Regions from separate parts of the Sus scrofa genome. Here region 2 is linked to region 1. A link is a contact called in public promoter capture Hi-C data. All regions are on one chromosome and are shown on one strand. Each heading gives the region's core, a stretch centred on a gene start, on an enhancer-like site or on the middle of the called end of the contact. The rest is flanking DNA. Distances are from core to core; before and after follow the strand shown. Region 1 holds the start of FBXO46 (F-box only protein 46). Region 2 holds the start of DBP (D site-binding protein).

Region 1 (7,000 bases), core at 173-2,672:
TGCCAAGGGTGGGGCCAATACATAGATAAATAAATAAAATTCAACCTGAAGACTGCTTTCAGTTCTCAAGTCTCTGCCCTACTCATGACACTTCAGTACCAGGAAAGGGGACTGTATTACAGAGCTGAGAGCACGGACTCTGAGCCAGGATGCCGAGGTTGGACTCCTGAGTCAACCACTCATGCTGGCTGACCTTGGAAAAGTTGCTGAACCTCTCTGTGCCTCTGCTTCCTCTCTGTAGGATGGAGACAACTTAAGGGGTGTTGTCAGAATCAAATGAGTTAATACAAACAACTACGAACAGGGCCAGGCACTTCCTAAACAATTAGTGTGAGCTGGAGTTGACTGTGGGGAACCCCTGCATGCTTCTGAGCGGGGCTGTGCCCAGATCAGTGCCAGAGTTTGAGAAAACGCCCCTGGGGCTGGGCTGAAAAAGAGGGAATCCATTAGCACCTGTGACCCAGTCACATTCCTGGAGCAGGGAACTTCCCACCAACAGCTCTGGGATGCAAGCCTCCTCTCTTCTCAGCGGCATTTTGTTCCCACGATACAGATAAGGGCACTGAGTTTCATAGAGAGGGGACACTTGCCCAGGTCGCAAAGGAATGGCAGAAGAAAAGAACTGAGTGCTGGACCGTCTGTACACATAAACCACTACACTTTTCTAAATCCCATTAGAGAAATGTGAGTGCAAAAGGTTGTCTCGATGGCCCTTTCTGGCCATATCATCCTACAGTTCTGTGACTGTCCAGTTATCGGGAGTCTCTGGCTGGGCTAAGTAAACTATCGCTACATGCAGGCCCCTAATCTCATGCTCCTCACCCCACCCACAGTCCCGGGTCCTAACCTACACACCACTCTACCATTGATTTCTCTCTTCTACCATCTCAGCTTGTCCTCCTGCCCCCAATCCGATCCAGAGGCTCCAACCCACGGCATCCACAGCTGGCCTCTCCCTCCGGAGCCTCCAGACCCCCTCATTCATCTAGCACTGACTCCTAATGCCTTTCAACATCCCCTAGGCTAAACCCCTCGAAATTGCCCCCTTCAGTGCCTCTGTCTGGACGCCCAGCCCCTTCTCCAACTCGGGACTCCTTCCTCCAGCTCTGAGCTCCCTTACAATCAATCCCAAAGCTCGACTCTCTCCCCATCTTCAAGACCCATCCCCAACCCCCATTCTTCTACTACTCTCTCCGGCTCCCATTTCTCCCAATCCCATCCCCCAAACGATCTCCCCTCATCCAGCCCCTTCTTTAGCTCCTGCCTCTTCCCTCTCGCCACCGGGTCCCAAACGCCCGCCCCAGTTCGCAAGCGCCCCTGGCCCCAGCTCAGCGTTCTCACCATCTCCCCGCGCTGCAGCTCCCTCGGCTACGCGGGTTTCCCCCACTCGCTCCTCTCCAACCTCCCCTTCCGGGTTCCCGCCCCGAAGCCCGCTGGGAATTGGAGTCCGGGAGGCCGCAGACTACAACTCCCGGAAGGCAGCACGGTCAAGCTTGGAGGTGGGGAAAGAAGCAAACTGGGCGGGCTCAGGAAAAGAATGACTCTAACTCCCGGGAGACAGAGAGCGTGTGTGCCTGGTAGCGCAGGCGCAGAGAGCGCCCACGCCAAGCCCGCTGGGAAATGGAGTGCAGTCTCCTCCATTTTGGCCCTGGGCTTTTGGAAACGGAATTGAGAAAATTTAAAAGGGGCGTTTGTGTGGGGTGGAGAGTTGGGAAAGAACCAGTTTATCGATTTACTTAAACTTATTTACGTGTTAATTAATAGCGCCTTTCTCACTTTCCCATCCATTTTTCCTCCTGGGTTGTTTTATTTTGGTTTTTTTTGGAGCCACCCCTACCCCACATGGAACTTCCCGGGCCAGGGATCGAACACATGCAGCTGCAGCGACCCGGGCGCTGCAGTGACAAGTCTGGATCCTTAACCTACTGCACCACAAGAGAACTCCCCCTGGTTTTCTTACCACCACCTAATTTACAAGTATGGGAATTAAGCCTTAGGATGGAGGAAAACCAGATGCATTAGACATTTGTGCACATCGTAGTTATAATAGAAGCTCCAAGAGGACAGGCCCCTTTGTGTATCTTGTACAAGCACCCAGGACAATGGAAATAAGTGTTGAGTAAAAATGTATTGCATGCTAATTTTATGCCAGACACTGCAGAGAACCCCAGTAAGAATTATCCCAAATATATAAAAGTTAAGGCAGAAAGATGGAGTCCCCACTGTGGCACAGCGGAAATGAATGGGACTAATATCCATGAGGATGTGTGTTCGATCCTGGTCTCGCTCAGTGGGTTAAGGATCCGGCGTTGCGGTGAGCTGTGGTGTAGGTGAGCTGTGCTGTAAGTGGTAGACGCAGCTCAGATCCCGTGTTCCTGTGGCTGTGGCAGTTGCAGCTCCAATTTACCCTTAGGCTGGGAACCTCCATATGCCGCGGGTGCGGCCCTAAAAAGAAAAAGAAAAAAAAAAAGTTAAGGCAGAAAGAGATTGAGCATATTCTCCATGGCAACACAGCAAGAAAATGATTTGAACTGAAATATTTTAGACACCAGGATCTCTACTCTCCACTAGGTTGCTAGATCGCCTCCCCTTAAGCTATGTTTTCCTGCCCATCCTCCTCATGAGCCATAAGAGTGAACTTTCTAAAAGAGAGAGTCGGCTATATTAAAGAACATAATTTCAAGCGGTGAACTGCCACTAAGGCCCGATTCCAGTGGCCCTCCTCTTTGAATCTTTTCTGTTTATGGCCCTTTAATGCAGCCTCTGCCTCACTAGTCTCACACTCTGTGAGCCTGCACTGGGAAGATCGCGGCTAAATTCCCGACTTCCAGCGCAGTGCTTGGCAGGCACAGAGTAGGCCCTCATTAGACATGCACTAGAGGGATGAGGGGGAGAAGGGACACCAGAGGGCAGGAAGGGAGACTGGTCAGGTCTCTCTGGCTAAGGGTTGGCGGTTAGGAGACCCCGCCTCTTGTTTAGGCTACTTCAGCCCGGGACTCAGGAAGTGGCCGGGGGGCGTGGCCAGGCAGGGCGGTGCCTGCGGAAAAGGCGGGTAGCTGAGCGAGCCCTGATTGGCCGGCACTTTGGCGCGCACAGGCCAAGGCTGTGTCAGGAGGCGCGAGGCCAGGCTCGCTCTGTGCAGGAAGGGACCTTTCCCCGGGCGCGCGTGCGCAGGGCCACTTGCACCCTGCCGTTTCCCTTCTCCAGTCTCGCGCCCAGCACACCTTGGCGGGAATTGGTGGAGGCGTGGCCTGGCCTCAAGAGCTCCCTCTTGCTCTTCTCCTCAGGCCTCAGGCCGGAGCCTCGCACCAAAGGGAATTCGTGCCCATCCCACGCCTGGGTTGGGAACGTGGCAGCCGAGGCCGACCTGGGGCTCGCGCGTGCACCGCCAGCGTCCCGAGACCAGAACAAGGCGCTAATCCGGCTCCCAAGTGTGGGGCTGGCACAAAACCAGAAGGGGGGCCTCACGCCATTTTGCACATCCTGAGGCGCGTGCTGGAGTCCGAGGGGAATGGGGTGGGGGACTAGCCGGCGAGAAGGGAACCTGGGGCCCACTCAGGGGCAGCACTTTGTGGTCGTGGCCTCCCTCTGTGGGTTTCAGGGGTCCCGGTGGGCCGGGTTGCCTTGGGTGCCCAGGCGGTGGGCGAGGCAGGACCCAGGCAGCAGAGCAGGAGTTTAGCGTTGAGGCTGGGCCTAAGTATTGGAATCCAGGCTCAAGTTTGAGGAATCCAGATATTCAAGTCTCTGAATAATGTTGGGGATGGGGGGCGGGGGAGTCTCAAGTTAGGATGTGCGGTCTCGGGATTTGTGTCAGGATAGAACCAGTTTTGGAAACCTGAAGATCTTGGGTTTAGGGACTAGAAGCTTTCTTTTTTTTTTTTTTTTTTTTTTTTTTTTTTTTTGTCTTTTTGCTATATCTTTGGGCCGCTCCCGCGGCATATGGAGGTTCCCAGGCTCGAATCGGAGCTGCAGCCACTGGCCTACGCCACAGCCACAGCAATGCGGGATCCGAGCCGCGTCTGCAACCTACACCACAGCTCACGGCAACGCCAGATCCTTAACCCACTGAGCAAGGGCAGGGACCGAACCCGCAACCTCATGGTTCCTAGTCGGATTCGTTAACCACTGCACCACGACGGGAACTCCTAGAAGCTTTCTTGTTGGAATCAGAGACCCTAATTTGGGTCTAGCATATCATTTTGGGGATCATTTGGGAGGATTGAAGCCTCAGTCTAGATTTAGCTTTTAGAATCTCAAGGAAGGGTGTGAGGTATGAGATTTAGGGTCTGGAGTCACAGTTTGGAACTTTGAGAATTGTTAGGGTCTGGAGTTCTCCACAATGAGTATGAGGCTTCAATATTAGAGTTTGGGTTTCAGAATGGAACTCATGTGAGAGCTCAGTTTTAAGGTTGGGGAGGGTGTCAAAATTTGAGGGTCTGAAGTGATGGTTTGGGGGTCTAGAGATCTTTATTTTAGGATCTGAGGTCAATTTGGAGTGTTGAGATTTGCTTTGGGAGCTTGGGTTTCTTTAGGATTTGGGTTTTCAATATTAAGGTTTGTGCTCTGTGTTCTTAATATTAGGATTGGGGTTCTATTTGGAGATCGGAAGCTAAGAATTTGGGGGTCTAGGGTATCTCAGTATTAGAGTTTAGGGTTTTAGGTTTGGGAAGGGCTTCCTTTGGGGTTCTAGGTCCTCACTTTGGGAATTTAAACTCATAGTTTTAGTGTCTTAATATCATAGTTTGGAGATCACAAGCCAGAGTTTTCAGGTCTAATCCCCATTGCAGGGTCTGACATCTCACTGTTGAGACTGAAGTTCTGAAGCTCAAGTTTGGGAATTTGCTGCTTTTAGTTTTAGGTCTGGGTCATGGTTTAGGGGCCCAAATTTACAGCTGAGGGTTCATGGACTTCAGTTTAGAGTTTTGGCATATTATTTATTTATTTGTCTTTTTAGGGCCACACCCTATCAGCATATGGAAGTTCCCAGGCCAGGGATCAATTCAGAGCTGTAGCCGCTGGACTACACCACAGCCACAACAACAACGCAGGATTAGAGCCGCATCTGCAACCTACACCACAGCTCACGGCAACACCAGATCCTTACCCACTGAGCAAGGCCAGGGATCAAACCTGTGTCCTCACAGATGCTAGTCAGATTTGTTTCTGCTGAGCCACAACCAGAAGTCTGAGTTTGGGCATTTTAATTTGGTTCTTGGCCTGTATTTACAGGGGTTGGGGACTTATTTGGGGATCTCCAAAAGAAAGGAGCACCATGGGGAGAATGAGGCTGCTATCACACTGTACACTCCTCCTGGAATCCCAGAGGTCACTAATAATTCTTTCTTTTTCCCTCTTTGCAGATGTGGGATTCCAGCAAACACTTGTGTTCCCCTCCACGGCCCAGAGCCAATTCCCTGGATCCCAGTGACAGGTAAGCATTCCCCTCTGGCCCATCTCCCTTAGAGCTACAGCCACTCTGGTTGAATAACAATAACAGTGTTTACTGGGCATTTGCCAGACTTTTTGCTAAGGCTTTTATTTGCATGATATCCTCTAATCCTTACAACTCCTTAAGGAAGTAGATGTGAATATTACTGCCATTTCAAGATGGGAGAATTCTGAGGTGGTTGGCAAAGATCTTTTCTAAACCCTGGCAGGTTTTGTCATCTGAGTTTCTTAAATGCCCTTCCTTGCTTTTATTCATGTATTCATTCAGCCATCAAGCACCTACCAAGTGTCAGGAGTTTGTTGTGGGGTTTTTTGTTTGTTTGTTTGTTTGTTTGTTCTCTTTTTAGGGCCGCACCTGAGGGATATGGATGTTCCCAGGCTAGGGGTCGAATCAGAACCTATACCACAGCCACAGCAACGCCAGATCCAAGCCGCGTCTGTGACCTACATCACAGCTCGTGGCATCACTGGATCCCTAACCTGCTGAGCAAGGCCAGGGATCGAAACTGCATCCTCACGGTTACCAGTTAGATTCATTTCCACTGAGCCACGACGGGAACTCCCAGGAGTTTTATGGAGGGGATTTTTCTATCAGATTGAGGGTGGGGGCAAATTTCTCCCTTCCTCCAAAATCTGGATAAAGAAAAGAGCCAGAGGTCATCTTATCTCCCGCTGTCTTCCCCAATGAGTTCCCATCCACCTATCTCTTCATTTATAAACTCCAAAAGTAAGAGTCTGCTTTGTTCAGGTTCTCTACTTAGGTACTATGCTCAGAAGGAGCAAATAAAGAAATGAAGAATGCCTCTTTCGCTTGCCTCTTCCTCCTGGAATCCCAGAGGGCACCAACAATGCATTCTCTTTCCCCCTTTTCTTGATGAGGGGCCATTGTATTAGTAAAGACTCCTAGGCCCAATTAATAGAAACCTAGATAAACTGGCTTAAGCATAAGAGATTTATTGGATCCTTCCAACAAAAAATTGAGGGGCATGTCTTGGCTCCTTCTGGTTGGCGGGGGGGGGGGGTGCTGAGCAGGAGGGGGTTAAGTTAATTGCCAGGAATCTGCTCTTGGCTCTGCTGTTGGTTGTCCATTTGTGAAGGCAGAATGGTTCCAGGCAACTCCAAGTCCATATCCTGCCAACTTGACAAACTTAGCAGAGTCTCTTTCCAGGATCCACTGATCCACTGACTCTGATTGGCCAAGCCTGGGTTAGGACTGCTATCCTGAGCCAATCACTTAACGTCTTGACTAGACCTTGGTTGGGTGCTCCTTAGTGGAAGGTGAAATTGGGGTTCAGCCTCTCTGAACCCCATGGACTGAGAGTGGGGGAGGAGTGATTCCCCAAAGGAAGCTATTGCCAGAAAAGGGGAGGTTGGATGTTGGTCAACCAAAAACAACAGTTTTAGCAACCACAGTCTTCCAGTACTGGAATACCTCCACTCCATTCTCCAACATCCCTTATCCCTAAATCATCCCAACAAGTGACTGTCAACCTTCTATCTTGAATTAACACTCACTACATACCAAACACCTTCCAGACAAGATCACACTTTC
Region 2 (6,807 bases), core at 28-2,527, 1.9 Mb after region 1:
CAGCTCTGTAATTCTTCTGTAATTAGCCCCCTACCCCCCGCGCACTGTACCCCTTTCTCCTCGATCTCCCCCCCCCGTAAGGGTCAGGAAGGGGTTCTATTTCTGGGGCACATTCCTCGTCCCTAGACTCCATGTGACCCCAGGAGGCTCCGCCCAAGCCCGTGTAACTACCGTGTGAGCATCCGACACACCCCCCTCCCTTCTCCCTCGACCCCAAGAGTCCAAGACTCTCGGAACCACAAGAAACAGGGGGCTGGGGCCTAGAGTCTCGAGTCCTCGGGGTGGACGGGCTTGAAAGCCGGTATTTTTGGGTCCTGGGTGCTGAGGGATCTAGGGGCTTAAACACCTAAGTATTGGGGTAGATAAAGGTTGGAAGGGTGGACTCTGGGCACGTAAGAGGTATCTGTGGACCCTCCCAGCACTGGAGTCCCTAAGAGCTGGGGGGGGGGGGGCTAGAACTCACAGCTGGTTGGCTCTTTGGGCTTGCTGGTCCCCTGCAGAAGGCTCCGCAACCCAAGCAGCGCTCCCCCGCCAGGGGGGGCCCCGGCCGGGCCGCCCAGCAGCAGGGGGGCCGGGGTCCTGTCGCTCACGGGCCGCGCCATCGCCCGGCACCTGCCCGCAGGCTCACGGGCTCATAGAGAGGCGAAGAGCTGGCTTGCCAGTCAGCGGCACACTCCTGTGGTTCAGGCGGGTGTCTGCCCAGGGGCGGGCGAAAGTAGCTTGCAAGCCTCCAGTCTCCAGTCTCCAGAACACTGCAAGTCCTAGGAGCGATGGGGATTTGCAGTCCTCGGTGCAGAAATGTGCAACTCAAGAGGGTCCCAGGAGACCATACAGTCTGGGTGAGGGAGTGATCAAATCAGGCGGCCAGCTCTTTGCAACCGAGGGCTCAAGGGGACACAAGGCGCTCCTACAAGGTGGGCGAGCCTGGCTCTTGCAAAATCTGCAGCTCTCTCTAAGGAAGGAGCTTTGCAATCTGCACCAAGAGGTGTGCGCGGAGGGGCGGGGGAGAGGGCAGGAGGAGGCGGCTGCCTTGAGGCGTGGCCAAAGCAAACTTCTTTCGCGGAAAAAAAAAAAAAAAAGCCAAACCAAAACACCCGACGCCACAGCGCGCACCCCTCCTCTTGGCCCCGCCGGACTCTCAGGCCTTGCACCCCAGCCGCGTGCCTCCCTCCCGCTGAAAGCGCAGGCCAATCGCGTCTCGACCCCTCGAGACCCACAGCCAATGGGACTCCTGGATCTGCCGAGGCCTGGAGTGCGCGAGCAAGGGGCTCAGTGAGTGAAGTTACCTTGCCATTTGGAGGGAGGCGGGACCCTGACCTACATTTGCCCAATGGGAGACGGCTCTGGGGGCGGGACCGTGACCCAGTTCAGGCCAATGAGGCAGGCGGGAGGGGGAAGCACATGGCTCTGCGCGTGCTGCCTGACTGGGAGGGTGGGTGAGAGGGTGGGGGGCGCGGGAGAAGAGCCATACAGGAGCCACAAATCCTAATGATTGTTTTGGAAAAAGGAAGCCAAAAACCCGAGTAGTGGGGTTTAGGAAGTGGGAGATTGGTTTCTAGAAGAAGGCTGCTATTCTTTAATATCCAAATGCTTCCCCGCCGCGCCTAGAATCAGACCACTGAGATACAGGAAGTATTCTGTCCCTTTAATAGCTTTGTTTTGGGGGTGACTCCCCTCCCTCTGTGGGGAGGCTTGGGCAAGGCAGGCGCAATCCTCGATGGGGAGTCTCAGCGACCGTGGGGGGCACCATCCACTGTAAGACGAAACCGGTGGGGGGCGTTAGTTTAGGGCCTGATAGGATGCACCGGGTAGGGGGCGTGCAGGGGCGTGCAGGAGGCGGGGTAGCGGTGCTGGGCTGCGCCGGGCCATACCACAGGCAGGCTGCGAAGGGGAAACTGGAATGTACCAGCTTGAGAAGCTAGGGGAAAAGGACAGATTGCGAACTGGCAGTGGGCTGAACCATAGGGAGGCAGCAGGAGGGTGGCACAGGGACGTCCAGTTTCAGCATCAGGCTGAACTACGCGACGGTATTCACGGGGAGGCCTAGGCTATACCATGTTGGGAAGCCAGAGAGGTGGATGTCAGATCACTGGACTGAACCAAGAGGAGGCAGTAGAAGGGGAAGGGGATTGTACCATGTTGTTTTTCAGTGAAGGGGGTGTCAGACTTTGGACCAGCGTAGGGTTGTACCACATGGAAAGAGGGGAAAGGTTTCGGGCGATACCATTTCAGAAAGCCTTAACAAGAGCCACGGTCCAGTAGTTGATCGTACCCCCATGGAAGCAAGGGGGTTCGGGTTATACACCAAGTTGCAAGTCGCAAGCAGTGAGGAGGAAAGACAAATCATGGACCAGCAATGGTCTATGACGGAGAGGTGGGCTGTACCACGTTGACACAAATGGAGAAGGGAGAAAGAGCGAGTGAGAGCTCAGGAGGCTGGATCACACAGAAGCAGCAAAGAAGGGTAGGACTGTATCATATTGAGACACCAAGGGGAGACAGACACATAGGCGGGTTAGACCAAGACGAGGGGGTGCATACTGGATCATACCATGCAGGCGGTAGTTGGGGCCTCGGCAGCGCCTCTCGGGGTGCCTGGGGTCCCTGTTGCCCCTCAAGGCCCTGTGGGCCAAGGGCTGCAGGGGCCGGCCGTTCCCACTGAGGCTCTGGAAGATCTGGGACGGAGGATTCTGGCTCAGGAGTCTCAGGGAGTGCATCTGCCAAGGAGGGCGAGGGAGGGTGGGAACCTGGAAGTGACTAATGAATGGCCCTGCTGGCATCACAGAAAACCCCCCGCTCCTGGGAGCAGGTGGGCGGGGTCTTGCTCAGCCCCACCCCACCCTCCACCAAGGATTGCCAGACCCTCAGTCCCCTCCAGTTCTCTGTCCCCGATGGGAGGTGAAGCGAGGGGACACCCAGGCCAAGGAAGGGGCTGGGGGTGGCAGGGAGGGGGAATGAGCTGACAGGGTCACCTGGAGGGAGGTGATATTGAGGGCCCTGTCAATGAGGATCCAGGTAACAGTCTCCGAGCAGGGTGGGGTGCTGAGAGAGCCCTGATAGGTGATGAAGCCAAAGGATTCGGGGAATAGGAGCTCCAGGCTCAGGTCTTGAAGAAAGTAGGCATCATCTGCAGGAATATGAGGCGGGTGTGAAGAGCGGTGCCCCTGGAGAACGGCCCCTTGTGCACCCCCGCCCGCACCCCCCACCCCCCAGTGCCCAGGGACTTACTCTTGTAGGAGATGCGGGTGATGGTGTCACGGTTAAGGAGGCGGCTGAGGAATGGGTTTGAGTTACCAGCCACCTGTGCGGAGGTAAGAGGTGAAGCGACAGGCACCCAGAATCCCTTCCTCCCCTAGGGACCCCAGCTCCCCTCTTCAGAGACCCCAGGTTCCAGCCCCTCCCTCCCTCCAGAGTCTTGCCTGGGCTCACATTGACAAAGAGACTGAGAATGGCCAGGCCATTGGGGCCCCGGGAGGCGGCACTGAGGTTCCCGTAGAGCTCTTGGTTGAAGTGGATTAGCTGCACCTGGGAGGGGAGCACAGAGAGTGGGGTCCCCCAGCAGAAGGGGAGGAGAGAGCGGGTACAGCTCTGGTCCTTTGGGGTCCCAAGTCTGGTTCAGTATGAGTGCCCGGGGGGTGGGGGGGAATGCTGTGGAGGAGGATGGGGTGAGGCAGGAAGAGGAAGGGGGAGGGGAGAAGAACTGGGTTGACTCAGGGCGAAGGTCGGGGGTCAGAGGTTAGCGGCCACCACCTCAGCAGAGAACCCCTGGTGATTGATCTGGTGTTCCGAGCCAGCTCCGTCACGTGCTCCAAATAGCAGCCGCAGTTCGCTGAGCCGGTGGCTATAAAGGAGGGGCCCCCCTGACACATTGACCACGGGCCGGGGCGCAGGCAGGAAGGAGACGTGTCGACCAGTATTGTACAGGGTGCCCCGGAGCTGTGGGAGAGGTGGAGGTGTCATGGGGCTGCAGAGAGAAGTCCTTTTCCCTACACCTCCTCTCCCCTCTGCCAGCAACCCATTCGTCCTTCAGCATAGTTTGAACACCAGCCACTTTCCAGGCTCGGTGCTGGTCCATGGTAGGTGCCCAATATCAGCGACCTTATTTCATTAACAAATATTTATGGAGCTGCCGTAAGGTACCATGGATGTCAGGAACAGAGCAATGAACAAGAAAACAAAAGTCCTGGGCCTCATGGAACTGTTGCAATGGAGGGAGAGAGACAAAAAATATTGAATCATAGGGAGTTCCCTGGTGGCCTAGCAGGTTAAGCATCTGGGGTTTTCATTGCTATAGTTCTGATTCGATCCCTGGCCTGGGAACTTCCACATGTTGGGGGTATGGCCAAAAAAATACTGAATCATATGCTTAATTAATTACCTCCCCTGCTCCTGCTGGGGAGAGCATTCTAGATTGGGGGGGGTAGGATGTCAGGAAAGACTTCCAAGAGAAAGTGACATTTGAACAGACCTGAAGGATAAGGAGGAGTTCATTGCAAGGAGCAGGGAGAAGGGCATTCCAGAGGAGGGAACAGCAAGTGCAAAGGCCCTGAGGTAGCCTATTTTAGAAGCCAGTGGGAGGTGTTCCCATCATGGCGCAGCAGAAACGAATCCGACTAGGAACCATGAGGTTGTAGGTTCCGTCCCTGGCCTTGCTCAGTGGGTTAAGGATCGGCATTGCCGTGAGCTGTGGTGTAGGTAATGGATGAGGCTTGGATCTGGTGTTGCTGTGGCTGTGCTGTAGGTTGGCAGCTGTAGCTCCGATTAGACCCCTAGCCTGGCAACCTCCATATGCCGCGAGTGCGGCCCCAAAAAGCCAAAAAAAAAAGAAGAAGAAGCCAGTGGGACCAGAGCCCAGTGAGCAAAGGAGAGGGTGGTGATGGGAGCCAGATGGTGCAGGGCCTTGTGGGCAACAATGGGGCACTTTGTATTTTTATTTCAATAATTGAATATATATATAACACATTTGGCACAGTGCGGGGTACACGGTAAATGCTGTATAAGTGTTTGCTGTTACGACTTATCCTAATAGAAGGATTTTGAGCCCGAGAGTGGTATGATCCAGTTTGTGTTTTTAAACATCTCTCTAGCTGTGGGATGGAGAATGGATTGCAGGAGGCAGAGAAGCAGGCCAGCAGGGATTCTATGGCATCAATCCAGGTGCAAGATGATGGCAGTGGAGAGACCAGAAGTGAAATGCTATTTAGCAGGTAGGCTAGAAAGGGCACCGGTAGCAAGTGGGAGTGAGGGAGGAAATGGGAGGGGGAAGAGCTCGGAGACTTGGCTGGGGCCACTGAGTGAAGGGTGGTGCCAGCTCTTATAAGAAACAGTATTGCAGTGGAGGGAAGAGCATGGATTCTGGGACCACACTGCCTAGGTCTGAATCCCAGCCTTGGCACTCTCTAGCTGTGTGACCTCAGGCAAGTGACTTCACCTCTCTGTGCCTCAGTTTCTGCATCCCTAAAATAAGAATAACAATAGCATCTATTTCATGGAGTTGTGAAGATGAGACGATTTATCAGGTTCGAAAACAGTGCCTGGCACGGGAGATGGTCTGTCTTACCATTGCTTCCAAGAGATGGAAAGACTAGGAGGCCATGTTTGGAGAGGGAAGAATCAGGGATCCATTTAAGGGTGGACAGCGCCTCCTCTCTGCTCAGTGTAGGGCTCCTTCCCCCAGGCTAGCCTCCCAGCTCATGCCCCACCCCCGACCCCAACTCAAGCCCAGTGGGGTTTGGTAACCCCTCCCAACAGGCCACTTACCTTCTCTCCCCCAGTGCTGAGTCTCAGTGGGGGCAGAAAGGGGTCGTAAAGGACCCTCTTCAGCTCCACATCCACAGGGCTCTGCCGCTTCCCCACAGCACACAGACTCCAGGCTGCGTTCACCAGGCCCCAGAAGGGAGGCCCTGGGAGCAGAGGTGGGGCAGGGAGGAAAGGGAGTCAGAAGTAGGGACTAGATCTCAGTGCTGGGATCTGCTGGGAAGGCTGTGGTTTCCTGACTTTGAGGGAGGAGGTGGCTGAAATGCAGAGTCCTGGGTCCTAGAAGACTCTTAGAGGAGTTTCCTATACCGCCCCCCTACCCCCAACACCTCCAAGCCTCTCTTTGATCAAACCTATCATCAATGGTCTTTGGGGAAGAAACTACAACTCCCAGCAGTCTGTGAGGTGGCCAGCCTACCCATCCCCTGCCTGCTTGCCCCAGAGCCCATGGGAGTTGTAGTTCTTCAGTCTCCCTTATCCCACAGCTGGTTGATGAATGTACTGGGGAGAAGGAGTTGCAAGAGAGGGCTGGACCAGGTGGAGAACCGGGCCCCGAACCTCTGGTTCTCAGTACGAGCCAGGACCTACCTGGTCTTTCCCAGCAAGCACACACACACTCTTCCACCCCCACACTCCCTTGCCTTCCACTCACTCCCACTCCCGACTCGAAATGCGCATGTATAATGTCCCATGCTGAGCCACCCGGGGTCAGAGGCTGGGCCTCCGGAGGGAGGAAGGAAGGGGCTAGGACTCCTGGGTCCTGGGGATGGGGGGGGGGGCGGGGGGGGGCAGGGGAGGAGCGGACTCCGGGGTCTCAGGAGGAAAGCCTGGCTGCCCAGACGCCTGGGTCCCCGCCCTGGCTGCACCTGGCACGAAGTTTCCCTGGAGATTATCCTTGTAGCTCCACCAGTCCTCTGGGTCAGGTGCGGGTCCGATGTGAGCTGGGGAGACAGCGGCTTGAAACCCTCTCCTGGACACCCCACCCCCACCCCTCCCTGAGGGGCTCCTGCCCCGACCCCCCCAGGCCTTACCTGCCGCCCCCAGTACTGC

The links. Promoter capture Hi-C pulls out the DNA fragments that hold promoters and counts their contacts.
Region 2: a promoter capture Hi-C map of liver shows a contact between it and region 1, with 7 times the contacts expected there. The contact joins the promoter of DBP here to the promoter of FBXO46 in region 1. A contact is called at or near these places in 1 of 5 promoter capture datasets (liver) and 1 of 47 Hi-C or Micro-C datasets (liver).

The regions. Positions count from the first base shown.
Region 1 is chr6:52,067,768-52,074,767 of Sscrofa11.1, forward strand. FBXO46 (F-box only protein 46) reads right to left here and starts at 1,423. Exons shown (of 2, transcript XM_021094574.1): 1 at 1,342-1,423.
Region 2 is chr6:53,991,767-53,998,573 of Sscrofa11.1, forward strand. DBP (D site-binding protein) reads right to left here and starts at 1,278. Exons shown (of 4, transcript XM_003127286.6): 1 at 464-1,278. The coding sequence starts at 602. It overlaps CA11 (carbonic anhydrase 11), which reads right to left. Exons shown (of 9, transcript NM_001004038.1): 1 at 6,789-6,807; 2 at 6,624-6,698; 3 at 5,761-5,903; 4 at 3,751-3,936; 5 at 3,424-3,525; 6 at 3,229-3,304; 7 at 2,973-3,127; 8 at 2,552-2,717; 9 at 1,631-1,753. The coding sequence ends at 1,728. LOC110261016 (a long non-coding RNA gene) reads left to right here and starts at 2,340. Exons shown (of 3, transcript XR_002344719.1): 1 at 2,340-2,464; 2 at 5,088-5,207.